Linked DNA regions of Gossypium hirsutum: region 2 is linked to region 1. A link is a contact called in public Hi-C data. All regions are on one chromosome and are shown on one strand. The core of a region is the stretch at or near the end of the contact, and the rest is flanking DNA. Distances in the headings are between cores, read along the strand shown. Region 1 holds the start of LOC107924092 (putative pre-16S rRNA nuclease). Region 2 holds the start of LOC107891577 (F-box protein At5g51370).

Region 1 (7,028 bases), core at 1,799-4,298:
ATGCATTTCATTATTACCATTTATGTAATAAATGAAATCTAAATCCAAATTGTCAAACCCATGTCATCTAGATGCCAAAAAGAACTTTAATCACTTCTCCAAGTAAATATTAATATAATATAATATAATTTTTTTGTATTATATACAGGGGTGAAGCTAGAACAATTTTTTAGGGTTAGATGAAATTTTAATTTTTTATAGGGTATATCTTTTTAATTTTTAAAAAATTAAATCAAATTTTTATAATTTTAAGGGGGTAAAAGTGTAATTTTACTTTTATTAATTTAAAATTTTAAAAAATTAAGGGCCTAAATAGCAATTTTATATTTTAGAGGGGTCGGGCACTTGCCAGCCCCCCTAGATTTGCCTCTAATTATATATATATTTTAAAATTTTCAAGTAATAATATGACACAATCTCAAAATATCATATCATCACACATTAACGGAGTCTAAGTTCATGTATCAAATTATAAAATTTATCAAATTTCGAGACTAGTGTGAACAAAAAGAATTGGAGACCAAATTAAAGAAAACACCAAATTCTAGGACTAAATCTTGTTTCTTAATATTCTTAGGCATTGCTAATTTGCTAGATCACGCCTACTCATTACGCAATGGACTTGACAAGTTAAGCTTTCCAATTTGGTGATCCAATTAAACCAAGGGCCTTAATTTAGGGTGCATTTTTTCTTGGATCTCTCAATTAGCTAAGAACTTGATTAAGATAAAGAATATAATGGACCAACTTTCATTAAGATAAGTTGCTTATTATCTACCATTTAGGTAGTTTTTTTGGTGAAATGAAATTTTATGTGATTCATTCATACAAGTTAGTGCTGAGGAGCATACTATGAATATTATATTCCAAAGCATGATTGATTTTAAAGATATTCATATATGGTTGATGGAATATTAGCTTGATTGACATGTATATTGTTGTTAATACAGGAAGACATGAGTTCAAGTGTGTTGAAGCGCATTATCCTCCTATTTATGGGTTGGGAGGGACTATGGGTAGTTCTAGGCATTATATTAAAAATAGCAGATATAATCAGAACATGTAATAATATTATTCAAATAAAGAAGAAGCCATATGTGCCTTGTCAAAATAAGATTATTTTTTTTTGTGTGTGTGCGTGCGTTGTCAATTGAAATTTCTCATACATAAGAAAACTTTAAGTTTGATACAAATGAACAAAAACTAGAGCTTTAAAATAAGACAAAACTTCTAACAAAAATATTCACTTAGTAGTCATGTGATTAAAAAATGAAGTTGTAAAAATCTAAATTTAGCAAAATAATTTTAATTGTGTTAATAGTTGGATTTGAATATCAGAAAGTAGATAGACTAAATTCCTAAAAAAAAAGTACAAAGACTAAATTCTAAATTTGTGAAGAGTACAAAAACTTATAGCATATTTTAACCTTATATCTCAATCAAAAGGAGAATTTATAAAATTTCGATCTAAACATATTTTAATAGATCATGTTTTAACACATATAAAGCCTTTTAATTTTACAAGTAGAATTCTAGTAATTAATAGTACTTAGTTGCTTACTTTCGAAATTCACAGTTTAAATTACTTCAATTTTTTTTGAAAGGGATCAACTTGCTTAATATCAAAATTGAGAGGGACTTGAAAGGTGTTTTTATCATTCTTCCCTCTACAAGGCTTAGTAGGAGGGCAACGTCCACGCCAAAAGCCCAAGTGGTATTTCAAAATAACCCGGTTAAAGAGACGGCCGACTCGACGTCAATGGAGCCCATTGGTTCTAATGTGGAAAGCAAGGAAGCCCACCTTAACTGGGTGAATTTGCATGAATTTAACATAATTTTGGGTGAACATACCTGAGAGGTCCCTATATTATAGGTATCTAATCAAATTAATCCTTATGCTATTAAATGGATCAATTTAGTCCCTCTACTATTAAAAGGAATCAAACAAGGCTAAATTGGAATATAGTTAACGTTTATTGCATAAAAAACGTCATTTAATATTTCACAAAGTTAATATTTTTAAAATTTTTATGGTTCTATAAATGAAATTTTGTGTTTGGAATTGAACTGCAATTGAAAAAAATAATTTTCAAGGTATTTTTTATGTAGTAAATTTAAACTCATTTACAATTTGGACTTATTTAATCCTTTTTGATAGTACATAAACTAAATTGATCCATTTAATAATAAAAGAATTAATTTGATTCAGTCCCCTAATACAAAAACCTCTCATATCCTTTAACTCATAATTTTGTCATATATTTTAAAAATGACACAAAAAATTTTTAGTTTTTCATTTGTATTTCAAATTTAAACAAAATGTTTCATTTTTAAAACCATAAAAAAATTTAAAAAATTTAAACAATAAATGATTTTTTTAAATTATAAATGTTAATTATGTTAAAATTCGATCATGGTTTATTATTTTTAATAATATATGGACTAAATTAATCTATTTAATAATATATGAGCTAATTTGATTTTATTCTTATAATAAAAGACCTACCCGGTACTTTTATCTTTAATTTTACTATAACATTAGTTAGTTCAAGTAGTTAGCATTTCTACTAACTAATGATATTATGTATAGGAACCAAATTATGTCAAATTATTGGGTAAAAATGCTAGAGAGGCCCCTATATTGTGTGTCAAATTGCATTTTGCCTCCTTTACTAAAAAATGGGCAAATTAATCATTGTACATTAGATCAAAGAGTAATTTGGTCATTTCTAGTTAAAAATTGATTCAATACTACTATTAAAAAGTAAAAATTGGCATGATTAAAAAAATAACAAAATAATAACACCGTGACGTGTCACATGTACCTCATGTTGATGTACATGAATAAATTTTTAACAATCGGAATTGATGAAATTTTTAAAAGAATAACCAATTTACTCTTTGATCTAACTTAGAGGGACTACTTTATTCAATTTTTAGCAGAAGGGACAAAATGTAATTCGACTCTAGTGCAACAACTAAAGTATAAATAGTAAATCTTAAATTTACTCGTTATAGAGGGATCATGTTTTAAAATCCCCCAACAATTTTCTGCTTGGATAGGGAAGCTAGGGGGCTTAGTGTATGACACTCAATCTCCAATGTCTTCACCGCGATTGCAATCACATCCATTTTTCAATCCATCTAAAACCAACCCTAACCTAATCTTCTCAAAATCCCCATTTTTTCTTCCTTATTTCTCAACCCTAATCCGTAATTATAATCCGAAACCCAATGCCTTGTCGTCGTCTCTCCAAGAATTCCCCCCAAATGCCCTTCGCCGTAAAACCAATCCACAATGTACAGTAGGGTTCAGCCTAGGCGTGGATTTGGGTTCATCACGTACCGGTCTTGCCCTTAGCAAAGGTTTCTCCGTTCGTCCACTCACGGTACTAATAACATCATTCAATTTGGTTTTCAGTTTACTACCTGTTCGATGTTTTCCCTGTTTCTGTATCTTTATAGGTTTTGAAATTGAGAGGACAAAAACTTGAGCTACAACTGCTTGACATGGCTGAAAGAGAGGTTAAAAAATTTACTTTCTCTCTTTTAATTCGAAGCTTTTTAAATGCAAATTTTCGGTGTAATGGTAGAGTTATATATATTGTAGGAGGTTGATGAATTTATAATTGGAATCCCTAAATCTTGGGATGGAAAGGAGACCCCTCAATCGAACAAAGTTCGTAGTATTGCCGGACGGCTAGCGGTTCGAGCTGCCGAGAGGTAATGTTTTTTTATGTTTCTCGCTTGAAGTCCAAACTGTTTGCGTATTTGCTTCAACCATTTGGGTTGGTCTTAATTTGCATAAAAAATCACTTTTTTTTTTGTGTGTGTGTCTCAATTGCTTTACTCAAACTCAGGGGTTGGAGAGTGTATCTACAAGATGAACATGGGACATCATCAGAAGCTGCTTACAGGATGATTAACTTGTACAAATAAGTTTCCCCAATTTGATATTTCCTGTCCAAGTCACGACTCTGACGGCTGTGTCTCCAAAATTGTCCCTTTTGGATACACATAGATCCTTTGCATGCCAAAGAATGCACTCCACTATACTAATTGAGTGTTGGTCATATTGCAGAGTGCACTCATTTGTGTGTAAGGCCACGCGCATCTGTTTGTGCCTCACAAGGTGGACTAGTGTGCTAGGTCGGGTCCTTATATTGAAGATTTGTGATTATGAGAAGAGGACAATTGCAGATTGTGCCTCATGACCCGGCCTAGCATGTCGAAATTGTCCTTTTTGGATATACATAGATCCTTTGCATGCAAAAGAATGCACTATACTAATTGATTGACTGTTGTATTGCTCATTTGTGTGTAAGGCCGCGAGTTCAAATCTGTGAAGACGCACCTGTTGGTGCCTTGCAACATGGCCTAGCATGTTAGGTTTGTTGATGCCTACGACTTGTTATGAAAAGAGGACAATTGCAAAGGCATAACGTTCTGGGTCATGATATTTCTGTATCTTTGAAATTTTTTCTTCTTGATGTCTGAACTGGAGCATAATTCTTTCACTTGTCTTTCAGGGGTCTCAACAAGTCTGCACGCCAAAAAACCTCCGATGCATATGCTGCTGTGGTCTGTAGCATTTTTCTCTTTTTTATGATTGAAAAACGATAATAGTATACTTCTTCAATGGTGATTCATGGTTGTAGTGAACTTTTGGTTTAATTTGTAAAGAAGACCATGGATTTCAATTTTGATGTCGTTCATTTTCTTCTTATACCTCTTATTATTATTATTATTATTTATTTTTTTTTTTTTTTTGTTCTTACTGCAGATATTACTAGAGAGATACTTTGCCATTTCCGGTGAGGACATTGAGATTGTTTTGCCGAAACAGATTGATTTGCAAGAAAAACTCAGAAAGGGTACACCACTGGACATCGATTTTTCACCTGAAGAATTTGTTGATTGATAATACCTTGTAAGGATAACCAAATCCTTGTGTTTTATCTAGAGTTTAGGGAATATGAATTTGAGAGTGCATATGAAGTAGTGCTTAACAATTGCAACTCCTAGTCTACCTAAGTGATTTTGCTGCAAAATTTTCCATTAAACCAAACTGGAAAGAACCAAGAACAGAAAATGTTAAAATCTTGCACTTGGGGTGACATATGAACAATTAGGATCCCAGATTTCCTTTTAGTTCTCTTATATTTATGAAAAATAATACCATTTAACTCAAAGAGTTGAATATGTAGGTGTTGACTACAAATTTAAGAGGCTTATGATAGGATAAAGAGGAAAGGGTATATTATTAATGCTAAATGCTCAAATTAGTGCTTTGCTGAACCATTTAGAGGTTTGCTTCAAATAAGGGTCAAATTTGTAATAAAAATTAGGGGAATATGATGCGATTAGAATAGAACGCACATGTAATAGTTGAATCAAATATTATTTCAAAAAAAAATATAATTTAAAACTCAAAATATGACATTTGAAAAGTCTCTATTTGAGCATTTTTGAAAAATTTTAGTCCTTAATTGATCATTTTGAAAGATTTAGCTTTCATTTGAACACTATTGTGAAGGATTGACCTTTATATAATCATTTTGAAAGATTTGCCTTTTATATATGATCAATCCCTAGAAGATTAAGTCTAAGTCCCAATTTAAGCATTTACACCATGTTTGGTTGGGTGTATTGGCTAATCGGTGGGCCCCACTTAAGCGCCCTTTATTCCGTTGTTTGGTTCATGGTAATGCTATTACGGGTGTAATCCATTACTGCCCTAATCGGTGAAATCCACCGATTTCTAATCCGTCCCTTTTGCTCAGTTTAGGTGCTGCTTCACTTTACCCTCCCTGTTTTACCCTTTGCCTCTTCTGTTCCCCTTTGCCATCAGGAAGGAGATTCAAGATGAGACGGATAGAGAAACTGGCCGAACCAAGCAAATCTCCAGTGTTCCAATTCATCTTAGGCGTTATCATGTTCTGATTCATGTTTCCTTTGACTTAGATATTGGAAGGCAAATCTTATCGGCTGAAATTCCCTTGGGTTGGTGTCGTGAATCGCTCACAAGCAAATATTAACAAGAATGTTGATATGATTGCTGCTCGACGTACAGAGCGTGAGTATTTTTCTACTACGCTTGAATATAGGCATCTTGCTCATAGAATGGGTTCTGAGCATCTTGCTAAGATGCTTTCAAAGGTAATCTATAGGGCGTTTATTTCTTTTTTTCCTTTTTTTTTGTACTTTTTATCCTATACTTTCTTGTAAAGGACAAGATGATACTGGGTTTAATGCTATCTTTTCTTAAGTTGTATTAACTTTGTCATACTGGTTAATGTCTCAGCATTTGGAAACTGTTATCAAGTCTAGAATCCCTGGCATTCAGTCCCTTATTAATAAAACAATTGCTGAACTTGAAACCGAATTGAGTCGCCTTGGAAAGCCTATTGCAGCTGATGCGGGTGTAAGTGTGCTCTTGTGTGTGGATTTTGGAATTCTTTGGCTATTCCACTTGCAGTTGATTATTAGTTATAAGCTCTTTAGGAATTACTGATGATTGAGATGCTTATACAGGGGAAGTTGTGCACAATTATGGAGATTTGCTGTCTTTTTTATCAAAATTTCAGAGAACATTTGGATGGGGTGTATGTATCACGTCTTGTTTTACCTTCCTTAATACACCTATCTTTAACATCATTCAATTTTGCTAATTTTGTTAGAGATTTTGTCTTGACTTTCAATATTGTTCACAGGCGTACTGGTGGTGATAAGGTTTACAATGTTTTCGACAACCAACTTCCTGCTGCTTTGAAAAGGTTGCAATTTGACAGGCAACTATCAATGGAGAATATTAGGAAGCTCATTACTGAAGCTGATGGAAGCTGATGGCTATCAACCACATTTAATAGCTCCCGAACAAGGATACTGTCGTTTGATTGAATCTACTTTAGTTACTATCAGAGGTCCAGCTGAGGCTGCTGTTGATGCGGTATGAAAGTAAATTTTAGAAAAAATGCTATATCTGTCATATTCAATTTGGCATGCCAAGATTATCTAGTTTTCTTTTT
Region 2 (6,463 bases), core at 18-2,517, 270 kb before region 1:
CATACCTACAAATACTTGCAAGACTAAACACATCATCATCCAAACCCCAACAATTCCGAAAATCAATAGCTCGAACATTCTCGCAAACCAAAAACAAAGCTTTAACACTTTGCTTATCCCGGATGTGACACTGTTGCAAATGCAACTCTTCGAGTGTCAAACAAGTCCCCAAATGCTCGTCTGCTCCCGGACTCGTATCGGTACTTTTACAAGACTTGAGCTTCAAAGTCTTCAAATTCGAGCAGTATGAAAGCCCGGCTAACCATCCACCATCCATCCTATGATCATAAAAGCTTAATTCTTCAAGCATTTGACAGCATTGTCCAATTGCTTTAACCCCATCATAGCTCCCTTCACATCCACAAAGTTCAAGCTTTACTAGCCTTTTACAGCCTTGAGCTAATAACGTTAACCCGATATCCGATACGGTCGAATAGTAAAACCCATTAACTGAACCAATCAATTTCATCACTTGTAAGTTTTTAATCCCGGAAATACCTTTCAAAGCTAAATCACCACAACAATGTAGCTCAAGTTCTTGCAAAGTATAACACCGTACCGCAATTTGCCTTAACCCCTCTTCACTTGCTCCAATCACTACTAATCGGCGTAAATTCGGGTACTTTTCGGCTACCATTGCAAGCCCTGTATCAATCACATTCAACGGCAGAAGTGCCGTTTTTCCGAGAAATCCGGCAAAGGTAGAACTAGTATCCACATAAACCGACACCGTTTTATGGGTCACTAACACGCCGGAATCTTTTGGCATCTGAATACAAGAACCAACGAGGTCTAAATCGGTCAAATTAGGGAACCGATTAAAAACCCGACCCGATGAAATAAAGGACCAATCTTTAACCTTAAGGGATTGAACTAACCGGCCGGTAAGGTACAACCAACGCTTGCAGACCAAGGAATTTGAAACATGCTGTGAAACAGGAAGCTTCGAGAATATTCCGAGTAGTACGACGTCGGAGAGGAGAGAACTGTAGTCCGGTTCAATTGGGTCTAAAGGAAATGACTGAAACGACGTTACATCAGGCTCCGACGGCGGCGAACTTGACGGCGTTCGGCTGAACTGTTGCTGCATATTGTAAATAACATGCTTTAAAGCTTGTTCTTTGACCCAAATGTCTGGTAAGCTTAAAGCTTTAGGCTTCCACTTGGATTTTAGCGATGGGGGTGGTTCCAAGTTTAAATAATCCTGGTCTGAATTAGGGTTAGGGTTTGTATTTGGGGATTTTGGTGATTCCGGTGATTGTGACATTTTCGTAAAGTTCTGATTTTTGTTGTCTTTATAAAACCCAAAAAGTATAAAACAAGTAATTTGTCTTATTAGCAGTTAATTAGTTTAATCTCCTTTGTCTTAACATTGTCTTATTGTGAAGTAATTTTTAATTTTTTACTCCTTTCTCATAATTTTCAAAAAACTCCACACAAATCTCTTTTTAATAGAAATATTAATTAAAACATTAAAATTTTAAATATGATAATTTATGTATATTTTATATTTTTTTAAGTATTTTTATAATTTTTTAATTTTTTTAGTACATATATGAGACAAATAATACTATATCATACATAACAACATTATTAATATTTTCGTCAATATTTTCAAATTAATCTATAAAATAACAACTGTCAAATTGATAAAAAAATATGGAGATTGAGAGTTAAATTTTTAAAAAAAAATTAAATTAATTAAAATTTTGATAATCTAAATTTAAAAATAAATTATGTTTCTTTAATGGTAATATTATTGTCGGTGTGATTTATAGAAGCTTCAAAGATCGTCTCTTTGACATATGTTTCTTACAATTAGCAGCTTTCACTTTATATTGTTGGATAAGATTTTGTTTCAACTTTTTTTTTCTTTTTGACAGTCTTTTTTTTTTCTCAATTTATTATTTTAAAATATTATTTTATCAATTTATTAGAGATTAATTATTGTTTGAGTTTTAAAATAAGCAATCATTTAAAAAAGAAGAAGAAGAAAGTCTATGAGCTTTTTTTCAAGGAAAGAAAAGATTGAATTTAAAAAATACAAAAAATAGTCATTAATGGCAAAAAAGAAAATATTCAACCTAACCTAAGCATATATCATTTAGTACATGAATTAAATATTATTTAATTTAATATTTAAAATTTTTTTATTATCTCAATTTTGTATTTGATATTGACTTTAATGTTTAATTTAGTACCCTAAATTGTAGATAACTGAATATTTAGTAAATAAAAAAATACAAGTAGTTAATCAGGATAAAAAGTTCATGTATCAAATTGAAAAACCTCAAATATTCTTATTTTAAATATTAAAACTAAATTTAAATAAAAATATTAAATTTAAATATTAAATAATATATTAACCTTAAAATAACTTTAATGTTATTTTATTTTTGGAAAAAGAAGCATCGAATCATTGGTTTCTTTGTTTTTGTGTTAAATCAAAATTTAGTAATCATTGCTATGCCTTTATGTGTAACATGTCATCTTTGTTTCTTAAATTAAAAAAAAAACTTGTGTATTTATTTATTATTTTAATAATTTTTTTATATAATGTTTAAAACTATCAATAACTCATTCTTAACCTATAAATAAGTAGATAATACGTTCATGTCTTTTTGCATTGATAATAATATACAATATTTATTTATTTACTTTTTAATAATAATAAAATAAAATAAATTGAGAAATTATATGGATTTTGTAAAGATATAATATATGGTTTTGTAGGTCCAATAGTGCAAGACAACTAAAAGCAATTTAACTTAATCGAATGTGGGCAACTATATTGATTATTAATGAAGTTTATGGGCCTAAGACAAAGCCCATTGTGGACCTTTTTTCAACTTTACCAGCCCATACAACTTCCATTCAATATTCCTTTCTCTTTTCTTTTTCTTTTTATCCTCAGAGATGTTTGTACAATCATGAAAGGTGTTGAATGCGATTGGAGAATGTATTGTCTATGTAAGTGTTGTTGATGAATTTACGTGTTGTGTATAAAACGTAATATTATGATTAGATCTTTTATTTATGTGTTGTCTTATGATTAGATCTTTCATTTACAAGGTTGATGAACTTTTATCCTACTTTGAGGAAATTATTGGGCAGAGATCTCCATCTAGATGATTAAGTTACCTATTGGTTGCCTAACAATTTCATATAAGGGGCTATACTAAGGGTAGCAAGTAAGAACCTTCTTTCGAAAATGATAAAATTATATCTAGATTTTAAAAAAAAATATTAATAAATGATAAAATTATATTTTGACCTTAAATTTATAATTCAATTTTACACTTTAATTTTTTTTTCATCCGAAACACTTTCCATTGCATTTGTAGGTAATAAAAAAATGACTCTCAAAAAATTTTTCATTAACAAGTAGATTCACACCTGTTGAGTATGACTCCTATTTTAGTCAAATTTGAGAAATAATTTTTCAATTAAACTCTATTTATTTGTTTCAATCAAACTCTGATTAGTCTAGATTATTTTATTATTATTTGACCTATGAATTTTGTAACACCCTTTACCCATGTCCAATGCCGAGACAAGGTACTAGGCATTACCGGACTTAAACGTACACGTACATGAAAAAACCAGGCCATAAAATTTCTTTTAATTCAAAACTTTTCAAACACATGCATGTCATCCCTTATTTGGGTCTACGAAGCCCAAAATATACATCGGGATTGATTCAGGACTAAATCGAGAACTTGAGAAGTTTCAAGAAAACTTAGAAAATTTCCCCATGAAACAGGGTCACACGCCCGTGTGGACATAGGGACACGTCCGTGTGCCTTTGACACGCTTGTGTCTTCAAGCCATGTAACTCTCTGTTTTTGACGTCAGCATGCAAATTGAATCACACGGGGTCAAACCACATGCCTGTGTCTCCAGACCGTGTCCCTCACACGGTTGAGACACACGACCATGTCTCAGCCCGTGTAGTCAACACTTGGGCTATTTTTCAAGCCTTCATGTTACCCATAAACCCTTACAACCTTATACATATTAAAACCACAAATCATGGCATCATTTTAGTGATTAAACACTCCTTATTAAGATATATTCATAACATTAACATGTCCTCATACAAGCAATGCATCTACTTATGCAATACGAGGTCTAGATTCTTTAATTCACATCCATAAGACTTGTCATTTTGATGATCACTTTTACCATTATACTATGTGTAAGGCCCAATTTTAGCCCAGGTCCAAAACCCATAAACAAATAAACAAAAATAAAAGTTCCAATAGCCCAAGATACAAAAAATGGAAGCCCAAACATAACTAGACCCAAACCCCAAATAACCCAAATAAAACCTAGCCCAAAAGGGCCCAAAACCTTAAAACTTTTTGCCACCTAAGAAACCCTAGCCCCTAGTGCTTGCAACAGCCGCCGCTCCTCCAACGGCCTCCGCGTCCCACGCCACTCGAACTTCTAATACCGCACCACACGCACCTCCACGTCAGAGCCCACGTCCACAACGTAACCTGCAATGGAATAAACAATTGTAAAAAGGCTATAAAAGCCTTAGAAAATCAATTGTAAAGGGACCTTTTTTTTTTGGGACGAATATATTGGACACAAAAGAATACACAAAAGCAATAGATCAATAGAAATCAGAATACAAAGTTTTTTTTATATATACTTTTGACTATTTTTTTTGTTTTTCTATTTTTTTACTACTATTGTTTTATTTGTATTTACCATATATTTTATAAAATTAAAAAGGGAAAATGTTTTACCTTCGTCACCATCGTGTGCGGCAGCGCCGACGACAACAGATGGCGGCGCGTGCGGTGGCCCAACGGCCAAAGCCATGGCTGGAGTTCGGCCTAAAGGGAAGGCTTGAGAGAGTTTTTAGGAAAGGTTTAGTTTTTTTTTTGGTTTTTGAAAAGGAAAATGAGTTTTTTTTGCAAAAATTTGACTTTTATAAGGCCCCTATACAGTGCCGTTTTGGTGATTAGCTTTGGAGGCCAAAACGACGTCGTTTTGGCCTCTGACCTGAAAACCCGACCCATGGTAGCCTAGGATCCACGTGTTTTTGGACTGAGGGTCTATTTGCGCCCTCAGTCCTTTCGCTTTTGAGGTTGATTCTTATGGGTCCTATTTTCATTTTCCTTACCTTTGATTTTTGCCACAAACTTTCATTTCGTTTTAATTTAAACCTTAAAACCATTTTTTTTGCCAGTGCCTGATACGCTGAGTTTGGAGAAGGGGAATAATTTCCAATCAAGCCCCTCTCCTTTTTGCGCATGTTACAATTTAGGCCCGTGGCCTTGCTTTATTTTGATTTTTCCCCTTCAATTCTGTTCAGTTTTCAATTTAACCTTTTCCTTATTTTATTTTTATGCTATTTCTAAAATTTTATACTTTGTTCAGTATTATATTTATTTGTTTATTTATTTTTATTTTTATATCAAACGCATATTTTTGATTAATTTAGTAGGCATGTTTCATTTTTCATTTTTCGCTTTTATATCATTTCTATTTTATTATTTGTTAATTTGTTACTTTACTTCCATTTTTAAAAAAAATTATTATTACTATTATTTCCTATTAGTATTATTATCTCAACCTCTATTATTTTATTACTATCAGTATTATTTTTACTATTACGATTATTTTCTATAATTATTATTTTTACCTTTATTATTATTATTATTATTATTATTATTTCTGTTATAGTATTATTATCATCATCATTATTTTTGCTATTCTCATTTTTCTTTTTTTTGAAAAAAACATTTTATTCAAAGTTTCCCTATTTCTATGTTATGTGCTCATCCCTGTTTTAAATTAAACTTTTCACTAATTTTTTTTTTTGCTATCTCATTTATGATTCCTTTATTATTTTACCTATGGCAATTTGATTGTGTTTTGTTCTCATTGTTATCTATTAATGTATTTGTTTATTTATTTATTTATGTCTTCGTATACTTGCAAGTTGATGTTATTCATTATTATTTTATTTGCATTATTATTAATCGCCAAGTACGACTACTTTCGCGTTTTAACCAATTTTCGATTTTAAATGTTACATAGATTGTACCCTTTTACCCAAATTCATATTTCTTTAAAAAGCTAAAACGAGGCAATATTTCGTATTTGGGGAGTTTGAGAGACCGTGCCCAATCGTGCTGGGTTTCGATTTCTCAATCAACTAGAATACAAAATATCCTTGTGAAATTTTGTCTATGTTTTCTTAAATTAAAACTAGACAATATCTTGTGTTTGGGGGGTTTGGGAGGTCGTGCCTAATCGTGCTGGGCTTCGATTTTCCATTCGACTAAAATACAGAATATCCTTTTGAAATTCATCCATGTCTTCTCAAATTAAAATGAGGCAATGTTTCGTATTTGGAAATTCGATAAATCGTGCCCAATCGTGCTGGATTTCGATTTACCTTTTGGGCCGAATAGTCAAATATCCTTTTTAAAAGTTTTAAGTG

Evidence for each region. Hi-C and Micro-C count contacts between places; a contact is called where the count stands out from the background.
Region 2: a contact with region 1 is called in a Hi-C map of leaf, with 2.7 times the contacts expected there. The contact joins the promoter of LOC107891577 here to the promoter of LOC107924092 in region 1. A contact is called at or near these places in 4 of 34 Hi-C or Micro-C datasets (callus and leaf).

Annotation. Positions count from the first base shown.
Region 1 is chrA12:76,713,624-76,720,651 of Gossypium_hirsutum_v2.1, reverse strand. LOC107924092 (putative pre-16S rRNA nuclease) reads left to right here and starts at 3,048. Exons shown (of 7, transcript XM_016854390.2): 1 at 3,048-3,389; 2 at 3,466-3,525; 3 at 3,611-3,723; 4 at 3,861-3,929; 5 at 4,530-4,581; 6 at 4,784-4,930; 7 at 5,965-6,159. The coding sequence starts at 3,102. The coding sequence ends at 4,921. It also overlaps the pseudogene LOC121211401.
Region 2 is chrA12:76,983,399-76,989,861 of Gossypium_hirsutum_v2.1, reverse strand. LOC107891577 (F-box protein At5g51370) reads right to left here and starts at 1,267. Exons shown (of 2, transcript XM_016816425.2): 1 at 6-1,267. The coding sequence starts at 1,267.